Regions from separate parts of the Manis pentadactyla genome. Here region 2 is linked to region 1. The links are chromatin contacts, called in public Hi-C maps. All regions are on one chromosome and are shown on one strand. Each heading gives the region's core, a stretch centred on a gene start, on an enhancer-like site or on the middle of the called end of the contact. The rest is flanking DNA. Distances are from core to core; before and after follow the strand shown. Region 1 holds the start of RPS27A (ribosomal protein S27a). Region 2 holds the start of RTN4 (reticulon 4).

The links. A called contact is a pair of places that touch in the nucleus more often than the background predicts.
Region 2: a contact with region 1 is called in a Hi-C map of fibroblasts, with 4 times the contacts expected there. The contact joins the promoter of RTN4 here to the promoter of RPS27A in region 1. A contact is called at or near these places in 2 of 3 Hi-C or Micro-C datasets (fibroblasts and skin fibroblasts).

Annotation. Positions count from the first base shown.
Region 1 is chr2:189,969,543-189,976,033 of mManPen7.hap1, reverse strand. It overlaps RPS27A (ribosomal protein S27a), which reads left to right and starts at 2,292. Exons shown (of 5, transcript XM_057497198.1): 1 at 2,292-2,487; 2 at 2,931-2,985; 3 at 3,397-3,482; 4 at 3,849-3,980; 5 at 4,369-4,552. The coding sequence starts at 2,440. The coding sequence ends at 4,518. It overlaps CLHC1 (clathrin heavy chain linker domain containing 1), which reads right to left and starts at 2,181. Exons shown (of 13, transcript XM_057497199.1): 1 at 1,853-2,181; 2 at 1-24.
Region 2 is chr2:190,111,503-190,117,993 of mManPen7.hap1, reverse strand. It overlaps RTN4 (reticulon 4), which reads right to left and starts at 3,549. Exons shown (of 9, transcript XM_036925959.2): 1 at 2,728-3,549. The coding sequence starts at 3,286.

The DNA.
Region 1 (6,491 bases), core at 1,043-3,542:
CGACATGGTGGCATGGCTGCAAGCCTGCAGGAGAGAAAAGACGAGACTGGAGTGGTGGCAGCACCAAGGTCAGAGACTGACATGGTTGTGGGGGCAGAGGCCCAGAGGCAGAGACCAGCTTGCTGCATGCAGACTCTCTGAGTGGATGGGATTCTAGTGACTGACCTGCCACTGTGGGAATAAAGTTGGGTATAAACCCTTTCATCCCAAGAACGTTCCACTGTCATTTCTTTGGCCTCGTTGAATCCATAGTGAACTTGTCCGGGGCTGAAACCCACTGGCAAGGCAAATGGTGTATCTGGACCGGAGAGGTTGGATGTGTCCCTTTTTTGCAGCCAGGTGGTGAGAGACACGGGTAAGCAAAAGTGGACGACTGCTTGTGAGCAATAAACCGGTTTCTCCCACTTTATTTCTCCCTTTGACCAATTTCCGTTTGAAAGGTAATTTGCCCCAGGTTGGGAAAAAGATTTTCCCCCTGGAATTAACACAAATCAAGTACTACATAACCACTAAATCTAGCACAAGTGCTATTTCACTGATACATTTGGTGGGGACAAAGCTTGACAGACGTAGGTTCAGTCAATAGAAAGGGAAGGATTGGTGACAATGCATATAGACAACTCCTTCAAGGAGTTTGATTGTAAAGGTGACTAGTAGGCAGATTATGGGAGGAAAAGTATTCCTGGAAAAGAAATGGACTCTTCAGAAAGGCCAAAGCATGAGATAGCATAACTCAGAAATTTCCATTAGCTCAGTTATTAAAGTGTAAAGCAAGTAATAGGTTGGCAGGTTAGGCTGTAAGAGAGGCAGAGGCTAACTATCATACTAGGGAACTTGGATTTTATCCTGAAGGTGAAGTAGAATACAGGAGACCCTGAACAACACAGGGTTATGGGTGCCAATCCCAACACAGTCAGAAATCTGGGTGTAATTTCTGACTTCCCTAAAACTTAACTAGTAGTAGCCTATTGGTGACCAGAAGGTCAATTAACACATATTTTGTCTACGTGTTACAACAAAGTAATCTTACAATAAGGTAGAGAAAAAAAGGTTTTTCACCAAGGTCCCCCAAAATTTCCAATATATTGACTGGAAACAAAATCTACTTGTAAGTGTACCCCCAAAGTTCAAATTCTTGTTGTTCAAGGGTCAACTGTAATGGCATAATTATTTTTAATTTTTAGAATATTTTGGAAGCAAAAGTGAAGGTGGGTTGGAAAAAGATAAAGATACAAGTTAGATACTGAACCTTTCCACAAGAAAATTAAGGAGTGCCTACATCTGAGAATGGTGATGCTGAGGGGAGAGCACAGATAGATAAACAGAGGAGACATTAGGAGGGTACATTATACAGGATTCCGTCGTTTGTGCAGCGGAGAAAGGCCAGATAGGGAGGGCGCAACTCGCTTCTAACGGCCCGCGTTCACCACCACTCCCAACGTCCAAACTTGTAAATTCTATAGCCAAATAAACATTCCACCACTCTTTCCCGTATGGCTTCATTTTAAAATCTGAAAACTGAGATTTTCAACACCAAGCTCAGAACCTTCCTTAGGCTAGGAGAAACTCGAGGGTTGACGGCAAGAAGAGGCCACAGGGCGAGAAAAGGAGGAATCAAAGGTTTTGAAGGTACCACCTTTTTTTCAGTTTGCCTAGTTGCTACGGGAATTTCCTCCTCTCGGAAGCCCACCGAGCGTCGGGTGGTAGACCGCAGGCGCTCCGCCCCTCGCCGTCTAGGTACACGAGAGAACCTAGTCCCGTCTCCTGCCCCGTAACGTTCCTCCTATCATTTCCGACCCGTTTCTACCTTCCTCTAAGCCTTTACGCCGCTTCAGCCTTCCTCCCTCCTCACCTCAATCCCTTCCTCCAAACTCCGGAACCTGTGCTTGGAGACAGTAACTAGGGAACCGGAGGCCCGGAACTGCATCTTGGGACAAGTAGTCTCGGCTAAGGAAAGCAGCGGAAAACTACCATGCCCAGAAGACGCTTCCATTTCTTCCCTTTTCCTGCGTGAGGCGCCCCTCAACCATACCGCCTTTTAAAGACCCTTTTAGCCACGTTGACTGTATGGGGCAAGTCTTTTAAATACATTTTCAAGTTGTAAGTCTACTACCTCAAGAGCATTCTGCAGGTTAAAGTGAGAAGCCCGGGTTAGAGAGAAGAGAAAGGAGGCTCACGACTGGGTCTGGCATACAGCTAGACAGCCGCTGTGGCGACCGCCAGGCATCGGCATGGCCACCTGGGAGGCGGGGCCTCGGGCGAGGGCGCGGGGAAACCCTGTGGGCCTGCGCGGCGCTCTTCCTTTCCGAGCCGCCATCTGCGGTGAGTGTGTTCGCCGAGGCCGCGTGCCGTACGGCGGCGCGTCCGTCTCCTCATCCGTGTCCCCAGGTCTAACCGGGCCTTGCTTTTTCCTCAACCTCAGGTGGAGCCGCCGCCAAGATGCAGATTTTCGTGAAAACCCTCACAGGGAAGACCATCACTCTCGAGGTACCGGCCAGGGGGTTTGAGGAAGCCAAGGCCTGAGTGAGGGCCTGAGGTGGATTTCGGGTCCGGCTCTGCTTGCGGCCTTGGAAAGTGCCTCTGAGTCTGCCATCTGAAACCTGGCCCGAAGCCGGGCGTTGTTTGCCGAGCGGGTCCTACGGCTGGTTCCCGATGCTCGAAGCCAGGACTTGGGCTTCCGGTGGTTCCGGCCGGGTAGCCGGCGCAGGGGGGCCAGCGGCCGGGAAGCGCTGCTCCCCGCCGGGCGGACGCGAGCACGCGCGCCGGCCCCGAGCGGGTGAGGACATGCTCCCCAGCTCAGCCCCGGGAGGTTGCCTGCCCGCCGGCTGAGTGATCGGCTCTGGTGGGTGGGCTTCAGTGGTGACCTCCAAATTGAAGTGAGCTAGTTTCTCAGTGTGTTACCAGTGCATTTTCTTTTTAAAACTTAATAGGTTGAACCTTCGGATACAATAGAAAATGTAAAGGCCAAGATCCAGGATAAGGAAGGCAAGTAATTTTTTCTAGTTCAGAAAATTAATTTGTAGACGTTCGACCCTTCTGTAAATAACCTCGTATCTGCTCTTTGTGGGGTGGGCACGGTTCTCACAGACAGAATTAATTCATTTGAGTAACAAGAGACAAAAAAAAAAAGTTTATGAGCGTGGAGCTAAGCAGTCGTGCGTTTCAAATGTGTGAATTTGTTCAACTATTAGCAACACCTGTTTCTTCATCAAAATGAAAACTAACAGGTATTAAGTGTTCTTGATATTAAGGTGAAATACATAAACATTTAAAACTACACCTAACCTGTAGAAAGAACTCAGTAACAACTATTTAGTACTGTTTGTTTCAGGGTTACTTTGTAAATCTCCAGCAGATAAACTTGTTCTGCTGCCCTTAATTGTTTGTTTTCACTAGGAATTCCTCCTGATCAGCAAAGACTGATCTTTGCTGGCAAACAGCTGGAAGATGGACGTACTTTGTCTGACTACAACATTCAAAAGGTCTGTTTGGAAGAAAGAGCGTTTTAAATAAAAGTATTTTGGAAACTTTGACCAATATGCAAAAGTGGGGGAAATAGTATTAGATTAGCAGCATATTCCCAGGTGACTCCTACACAAACTTTTGAGAAACAGTTTCTCTCATTCTAGATTTTGCAGAGTGCATCCGCTGGTGTAATTTGATGTGTTCTTTAATCTCCCAGTAAAATAGTAATTAAGAGTCAGACTACCCCCAAGGTTCTATTTATGTAATTGTGTATTTCCTATCCCATCCAATTATAAGATGCCTGATGCTACTTAACAGTTCTTACTGAAGTGTAAGCTTAATCATTTTTAAAGCCTGCTTGTTCCTCTTACATTAATTAATAGGAGTCCACTCTTCATCTTGTACTGAGACTGCGTGGTGGTGCTAAGAAAAGAAAGAAGAAGTCTTACACCACTCCCAAAAAGAATAAACATAAGAGAAAGAAGGTTAAGCTGGCTGTTCTGAAATATTATAAGGTGAACCTGCATATTAAAATTTTTACCTATAATGTTTTATTTGCATCTCTGGTTTCAAACTCTCTTCAATATAGACGTTTTGCTCTTTTCCTCCCTGCTTAATTAGTATTTGAACAAGTTTTATATAATGAGGTTCCCTTATAACTGGTTCCAACTAAGGTTCTGATTTTGAAGTCAGATCTGAGTTTCAGGTCTTAGCTCCATCCACCACTTTAATGAACTCTGAACTTTTTTTGTTACTGTAATTACTTGTAAGGCTTTGGGGTGCTTTGGTTTAGAAGTATTAAAAATTACCAGTGTTGTGTGAATAAAATGTTAAACATTTTGAGTTACTTAGATTGCAGAATGTCTTCTAAAATTATCTTAACAGCAGGTTTGTTCTTTTTAGGTGGATGAGAATGGCAAAATTAGTCGTCTTCGCCGGGAGTGCCCTTCAGATGAATGTGGTGCTGGAGTTTTTATGGCCAGCCACTTTGACAGACATTATTGTGGCAAATGTTGTCTAACCTATTGCTTCAACAAACCGGAAGACAAATAATTGTATATGGGTTAATAAAAGACATGAACTAACATTAATTGTTGGAGTTTATTCCAGTGATTTATTAAGAGTGGCTTTTATCATTAAATTGATCACTTTTAATAAACACTCTAAACTTTGGCAGGAGAATTCTATTTAATGTCAGCTGTCTAGATATCAACCAGTTTTGTGTTTGATTTTTACATCAGTACTATTTTGGACCAGATAATTCTTTGTTGTGTGGGTTCCCTGTGCATCATAGGATGGTGAATGGCATCCCTGGCTTTTACCCACTTGATTGCAGTAGCATAGAGCCCCACCCTAAAACGAAAAAGGGTAATCCAGACATTGCCAAATGACCTTTGGTGAAGAACTGGCCCCTTAGTTTGAGATTTGTATGAATTGGTGTTAAGAGGCTACATAACTTATTTGTTATGTAAAAAATTTAAAGGCTAAGCTTTGTCAGTTCAGAAACATGGTGAGTCCCTGGCTGGTTTGGCTGGTATGTTTGCCATCTAGTACAAGGGAACATAATTGTCAATGTCAAGAACTCAATTTTTTTTTTTTTTTTTTTTAATAATTATTTTTTATTGAAGGGTAGTTGACGCACAGTATTACATTACATTAGTTTCAAGTGTACAACACAGTGGTAGAACATTTATATACATATTTCTAGGTTCCAGCTATCACCCTACCAAGCTGTTACAATATCTTGACTATATTCCTTATGCTATACATTACATCCCGGTTACTTATTTATTTTACCATTGGAAGTCTGTCCTTTTTTTTTTTTTTTTTTGTGAGGGCATCTCTCATATTTATTGATCAAATGGTTGTTAACGACAATAAAATTCTGTATAGGGGAGTCAATGCTCAATGCACAATCATTAATCCACCCCAAGCCTAATTTTCGTCAGTCTCCAATCTTCTGAGGCATAACAAACAAGTTCTTACATGGAGAACAAATTCTTACATAATGAATAAGTTACATAGTGAACAGTACAAGGGGAGTCATCACAGAAACTTTCGGTTTTGCTCATGCATTATGAACTCTAAACAGTTCAAATATGAATACTCATTTGGTTTTTATACTTGATTTATATGTGGATACCACATTTCTCTCTTTATTATTATTATTTTTAATAAAATGCTGAAGTGGTAGGTAGATACAAGATAAAGGTAGAAAACATAGTTTAGTGTTGTAAGAGAGCAAATGTAGATGATCAGGTATGTGCCTATGTGTTAATCCAAGCTAGACCAGGGCAATAAAACATCCACGTATGCAGAAGATTTCTCTCAGAACGGGGGGTGAGGTTCTAAGCCTCACCTCTGTTGATCCCCAATTTCTCACCTGATGGCCCCCCTGCGACTGTGCCTGTCTTAGGTTGTTCCTCCCTTGAGGAATCTTACCCGTCTCTGGCTAACCAGTCATCTTCCGGGGCCATACAGGGAAATGTGAAGTTGGTAAGTGAGAGGGAAGCCTTATTGTTTGAAAAGGTTAGCTTTTTACTTCTTTGCATATTTATGCCCTGTGGCTTCTATGCCCAGCATTTGTCTTGAGGTATCTTTACCACTTGGAGGAGTTATGATACTCAGTAAATTTGATATGAGGCACGAATTCTATTTAAGGGCTGTAATTAGGAAGGAAGAAGAAAAGCTATAGAACTAGCAGGCAGAAGAAAACATGGGAAGATTGATTATTTCTTTGACATATCTTCTTGTAGAGTAACTTCAGCATATATAGGTTTTAAGCTACTACTTAAATTGTGCACACACATTAACATAATAGGAGTATAGTTACATAACCAAAGCATATCTGTAATTACCAGCCATCTCCAGTGAAACCAAGAAAACCATTAAGGCACCTTAGGCATTTGTGAAAACTTATCTATGATATGGTGGATATTGTCCAACTGAACTTGAACAGTCTGAGAGAAATCAGAAAAATTAAAACAACCCATTCCTGGGGACTGTTCACATGCCATATGTTCTTT
Region 2 (6,491 bases), core at 2,300-4,799, 140 kb before region 1:
AAATGTCTCTTAGTGAAAAATGGTCATCAAGTGCGGGGGCTTCAGTCTCACTGAATTGCAATAGGGATGCTCCAAACACAACAGCAGACAGCAAAATTACAATTTTGTGAAAGAAATCAGAGTTTAATACAAAAAATAGAGTAAACGACACTGTTAAATACATAGGCCAGCACCAGGGATCTCCCATACTCAGTAACACAACCCTCTTCCAGGCAGGCTGGTCTATATTTGACCAGGCTCTGCACATTTCTCACTTTCTTTGTCTTTATTCACATCAGTCCTCTCAATCCTCTAATTCTTCAAAGCTATGTTTTTGCTCCAAAGTCACAATATAATTATTTAAGGAGTTATGTCTAAAATAAACATTATTTTTTTAAGTCAAACTTTTTACCATGGCCTGTTAGAGATCCCAAATGATCTAGGAGCCCTCTTCTCCCTTCTCACTGACAACCACTCTCCCACAAGCAGGCTTCTTACAAGATTCTCAAATACACAAATCTCTTTTCTGTCTCAGGGTTTTTGCCTCCTAGGAGTTGCTTCAAAATTTTTTATCTCTGCAGCTCAGATCTCACCTACTCAGAAAGGCCTTTCTCAGTGACAACTTACCTATAAAGGGCCCCACACACACATCCCAATTATTTTCCATGGTACCATCCTATTCTCCTGATAAGACTTACCACTATTTATAAAGTTTGTTCTTTATGTGCTTATTATCTGTAGTTCTCCCATAGGGAGCCAGGTGTCTTGTTTACTGCTATACCTTCATAGCCCAAAACAGTGCCTGTGTCCTTGTAGGTAAACAATCATCAGCTGAATGAACAAACTCTGTTAAATCTAGACTCAACTGAAATGGTTTAACTATCCATGACCACAATCACAGTGCCCTGCATTTACTAAAGAACTGAAGTTTCACAGTAGGTACTATCAATACATAATCAGGGAACTATGTAAAGATAGTCCCCTCAGTAGGCATTGTTCTCTCTACTTTGTCTTCCAAAGTTAGTATTCCAAAAGTCAAAATTCCAACAGAATGCTGTCACCTCCTGAATTCCTAGTGTTCAAAGAAAAGGAATCCTCTCTGTTTTCACGCAGCAATTCAAGATGACAAATTAGTATGCTTCTGTTACCTTTGAAAATTTCTCACTACTTTTTATTATTCTACCTCACCTTAGTTTCTCTCAAATGTGTGTTTTTGATTCAGAAAATGAAAGACTGAGTTATTCCTCATCTAGCATCTTTTAGAGCAGTGATTAGTGTTTTGAGTAATGCTTTGGGTACTTCACTATCAAAATGTTATTCAGAAATTTCACAATTGGTTTATTTTCACACCGTGGAGCAGGAATGGATTGAAGGAAAAAATTTCTTCTGTGATCTCAGATTCTTTTTTCATAAAACGAACCATTTCTAAAATCCAATAAGGCTAAGAGTTCTCGGCAGGCAGTTACGCTACCTGACTGTTGATGTTTTATACATTTAAAAAAGTCCTACTGCTACTAAGACACGTTATGTCGCAAAGTAACAAGCTACTTGTTAATAAACTAACAATTTCTCTAAGATGGATTCTCAATCTCTAACCTCAAACAATTTCGCAAGATGAAAAGGGTTAACAAAACAATATTCCTAAAAACATTATACTCAGGTAAATGTAAAGACTTGAAATTATTTACAGCCTATGCAGACTTGTTTCTGCAGTCCTAGAAAATACAACTTCTAAGAAATAGTATTTCTAACCAATACATGAAAACGTCGATTTCAAAACATTTCATTAAATCTCCTGGTAAATCGGATACAAGTTCAACTGGCCTATTCCTGACAAGGAATCTACAGGTTTCCCCTTAAGAATGTCAACTATCTTGCCTTTTTTTAATCTTATGATTCTTATGATGCATTAAGAGGCTAAACCTGTCCACACTAACAGCGATTCCTCACACTGCACATCTGAGTCCCTGGCAGAGCTGCGGCCCGTTGGAAATGCCCAGATGCCATTTCCCCCGGCTCCGTTTAGCTGACGGGGATTCGCCACATCACAACCAGGGTAAGCGGGGGAGGTGGCAGGACTTCTCCAGAACTCTCTCTTTCCCAGTTCGCCACGCGCCACACCACTGGAGGCGCTCTCTCTGCACTGCAGTTGGGTCAAAATGTGGACGTTTTCCACTGGGCCAGCTCCCCACCAGCGCAAGAGGGAGCAAGGGGGTGCGGGGTGGGGGAGGGAGGCGGGAGATGAAGCGCATGGGGGCTACCCAAGCCAGGCGAAGGGTGAAGAGGGGAGCCAGGGCTGAATGCAGGCAAACAGACGAGCAGCGAAACTGCGCCGTTTCCCTAGGAGCAATCCAGACGGGTGTTTGACAAAAGATGAGGGCTCCAAGGCCCGTCCATCCTCACCCTGGAACCAAGCCAGCCAATGAATCCACAACCCTAGGTCCCCGAAACACACCCAGCTCCTACCAGAGTTGGGTGCCTAACTTTGAGACCCAGTGGACTGCGGACTAGGGGGAAGAACCTGGGAGACGGCGGGGGGCACGTGTTCCCCGAAACCCAGACAATGAGGAACAAGCCCAGGCTTCCAGGGCCACCCCACCCTGCTCCCCACGGCTCCCACCAGGGGGGGCGCCTGCGCCCCGAGACCCACAGACAATGCCCGCTCCGGGGAGGAGAAGAGGGCTCCGCCCGAGGCTTCCGGGGCCGCACACAAAAGAGGGAGGGGCGGCGGGAGGGCGCGGCACTCACCCACGGAGCCGGAGGAGCCCCTGCGCTTGGGCGCGGCCGGCGTGGAGGGGGGCGCGGCGGGAGCCGGGGCGGGCGGGGTCCACACGGGCTCGGGCTGCGGGCTCACGCTGACCGGGGGCGGAGGCGGAGGCCGGGCCGGGGGCTCAGCGTCCTCGGGTTGCTTGGAGGTCGAGACTGCGGCCGCGGATGGGAAGGGTGGCGCGGGCCCCGTGGACGACGCCGGGCTCGGGTCCCACGACGGCTGCCGCTCCGAGGCGACCAGGGGCGCGGCCGGCAGGGGCCCCCGGGGCGCTGGGGGCACGAAGTCACTGCCGAAGTCCAGCAGGGGCGCGCGGGCGGCTGGGGCTGTGGGCGCTGGGGCCGCTGACAGCCCGGCGGCTGGCTTCCTCTCCAGCACCTCCAGCTCCTCCAGGTCCTCGTCCTCGTCGTCTTCCTCCTCCTCCTCCTCCTCCTCCTCGTCGTCGGGCTCCCTCACGAACTGGTACTTGAACGGCGGCTGGGGCCGCGGCGGGCTGTCGGAGGACGAGGAGACCAGAGGCGATGGGTCCGTGTCTTCCATGGCTGCCGGGTCGCAGGCGATGCTGCAGCGGCCCCCTCTGCGGGGCACGCTTCTCCTCGGGGCCGCTGTGGGGGCTGGGAGGACTGAGCGGCAGGGCCCAGCGAGCCGAGTGACCTGCAGCGGCGGCGGCTCCCGGAACAATGAGGCTGCTCCTCCGGCTCCGCGCCCGTGATGCGCCACCCGCCCCGTCCCCAGTTGCCGCCACCGCCCACCCAGCGAAGGAGAGGCCAGCAGACTCTCCGCCCAGTTTGGCGTGACTCACCCTCCCGACAGGGAGCGGCACGGACGGCGGGAGGGAGAGGACCAATCGGCTAAGGGACACAGACGATGGGCAACCAGCCGGCCCAACGGAAAGGGAAAGAGATGAACGTGGGTTGGGCTATTGCACTTCCTCTCTCTCACCGGCTGGGGTGGGCTCGGGGGGCGGGGCTTGGCGCTGGTAGCCCCACCCTCCACCTTGGACGCGGCTGGCCTGGCCGGGGGTCTCGGCCTAACCTGCAGCTGGGGGGTCCGTCTGCAGTTAGGGTACTGCGAAAGCGAGCGGGCGGGCTGCTTGCCTTGAGGGCTCCGAGAAGTGTCTGGCTCGAAACCACCGGAAGGGCGTTAACAGGGGGGTGGGGGTGGGGGGTGGGGATGGTAACTTTCCTCCCAGGAAAGGAAAAAACCCAGAGTGAAGAGAGGTACTAACAGGGCCATGAAGGAGGCCGTAAAGATTTAAGTATGCATTAAGTTTTAAAAGATTTTGAAACAAAAGATTACATTTTTTTTCAAACGTAAATTCTCAGACCATCTCATCACTACTACCTTCACCACCTTAAAAAAAAATAAATTGGTCTTGGACAATTTTAGGATCACTCTCAGTCTAAAACTACAGCCTCTGAATGAGGTAGGCAACTCCACTGGGCTGGATATAATCTGAGGACTGGGGTTGTCTATTTGAAAGTCCACTCATGTCCTTCCAGGAGGGTTTTAGGATCTGCCTGCCCCTGGACTCTTTAAGTGGTAGAAGGATGAGTCACCCAAAGAGAGGGAGAGGAGGGAGAAAAGTGGGAACAACGATGCCTTGGAAGGCAAATTCGATTCACATTACATTTCAGTCACCTTAGGTTCATGAGTCAACACTTCAGATGATTCAGGCCTTCTGGGAGTCAGGAAGCCCAATATTCATTTCTTTGATAGGTTGGAGTGAGCGTGATCCCCATTCTACTTTTTCCAAAACTGGAGAGAGGGTTTAAAGAAAGTGTTTACAGACATGTGTCAGCACCCAGAGATTTAGAAAGCTCCTTTATCTCTCTGATAAACCTTTCCAAAATATTTGCTAATCTCCAGCCCTGGAGAGAGGAGAATAAACTGCTTTCAAACTGCTCACCATCTAGGCCTGCACAGTTCAAATACCTTAGTCACTGGCAACTTGTAGTTATTGAGCACTTGAAATGTGACTAGTTTGAAATGAGATGTGCTGTAATTTTAAAACACACACTAGACTTGAGAGTACAAAAAAAATGTTCAGTTTTGTAAGTCATATTTTGGATATATTGGAACAAGTATAAGATACGTCACCTTTTACTTTTAATTTTTTAATGCATTTTCTAGAAAATTTTAAATACATATATGCCTCACATTATATTTGTATTGGATAGCGCTAATCTAAATGATTGCCACAGGGAGTCACTGGTTATTTAAGCAAATTCTCAAATCAATTAATATTATCCTAGCGTTAATTTGGGTATTAAAAAGGACATGTGCAGGTTGGGGGAGGAGGTAGGGGAGATGAATAGGTGGAACACAGATTTTTAGGGCAGTGAAACTATTCTGTATAATACTGTACTGGTGAGTACGTGACATTATGCATTTGGCAAAACCATACAACTGTATAACACAAAGAGCTATCCCTAATGTAAACTGTGGACTTTAGTTAATAATATATTGATATTCATCAGTTTTAACAAATGTACCACAGCAGTGCAAGATGTGAGTAATAAGGGAAGCTGGTTGGGAAGAATAGCATGTAAATGTATGAGAACTTTGCTTTCTGTTCAAGTTTTCTGTAAATCTAAAACTGCTCTAGGAAATTAATTTTTTTTTTTTAAGAAAGGATAGGTAGAACAAGATTCCCTGGCAATGTTACCTGATCAGGTTAATTATTAATACATTCAAGACCTGCAGTACCAATCCTTTGAGTCTGTTTTTCTTTTGGGGGTGGGGCAGGGATTGGGAAGAGTAATGAGAGGTTATTAGCATAGAATTTTGTGATGGGAGGTTTAATACCAAATTAAAAATTTAAACAACAGATTCCAAAGATAACTAAAAGTCATGTTTCAAGTATTTGTCAAAAATTATCAAAAATATACATGATTTTCACCTAACTGCATACACATGCAAAAATATATTAGCAACATTTTATGGTACGAACTTTTTCTATTTTTACAATTTAACTATCAGCAATTCAGTCTTCTTATGCTGTTCACCCCACTATGATTGTTCCGAAACTCCTTAACAGAATATTTTCAGAGGTTTTTCATATATTATTATAAGTTGCTCATATGATATTTCTGCACTATCTGGGTTCCTTCTATTACTAAAATAATCTCAAGGGAGTATTTTTATTTAAAGTATCACAATAGAATTATTAGAACTTTAGTAGCAAATAGCAGTAAATACTGAGTCAATAATGTAAGCACTCTCCTCTGAAGCAGAAGAAAAATAAGAATTTTATACTATTGAGCTCAGTGACTTCTAAAACATAGTGTGGTGAATAAGAGTAGAATTTACCCAATGATCACAGAATGGTCACCAAAACATAAGGAATGGAGAATGCTAGCTGATATACCAGAATTAAAAGTAAAACTAGGTACATATCAGTGTAACTGTGTAAATATCACTCTCACTAACAAGAAAATTCTGATGGTCATTTGAAATGGCTAAAGGTAGAATATAAATTATAGATCATAATAATAGAGAGTAATTATTCAATGAATATGTTTGAAATTATTTTACCAAAAGTAGAAAATTAAGGTTCTCAGACCCTAAAGGTTAGTAACTGTTCTCTCTTAGAACACTACAGGAGATCCACTCAGCTGGGTGAAATTAGATTCTCAAAGTTGGAAGGACTCTGGAAGGGCTTCACCAACTCCTTCCCATTACAAGTCTCTGCAGAAGGTTTTTTAACGTTAGTCATCTATAGCAGATTAAAAATGGCTGAAAC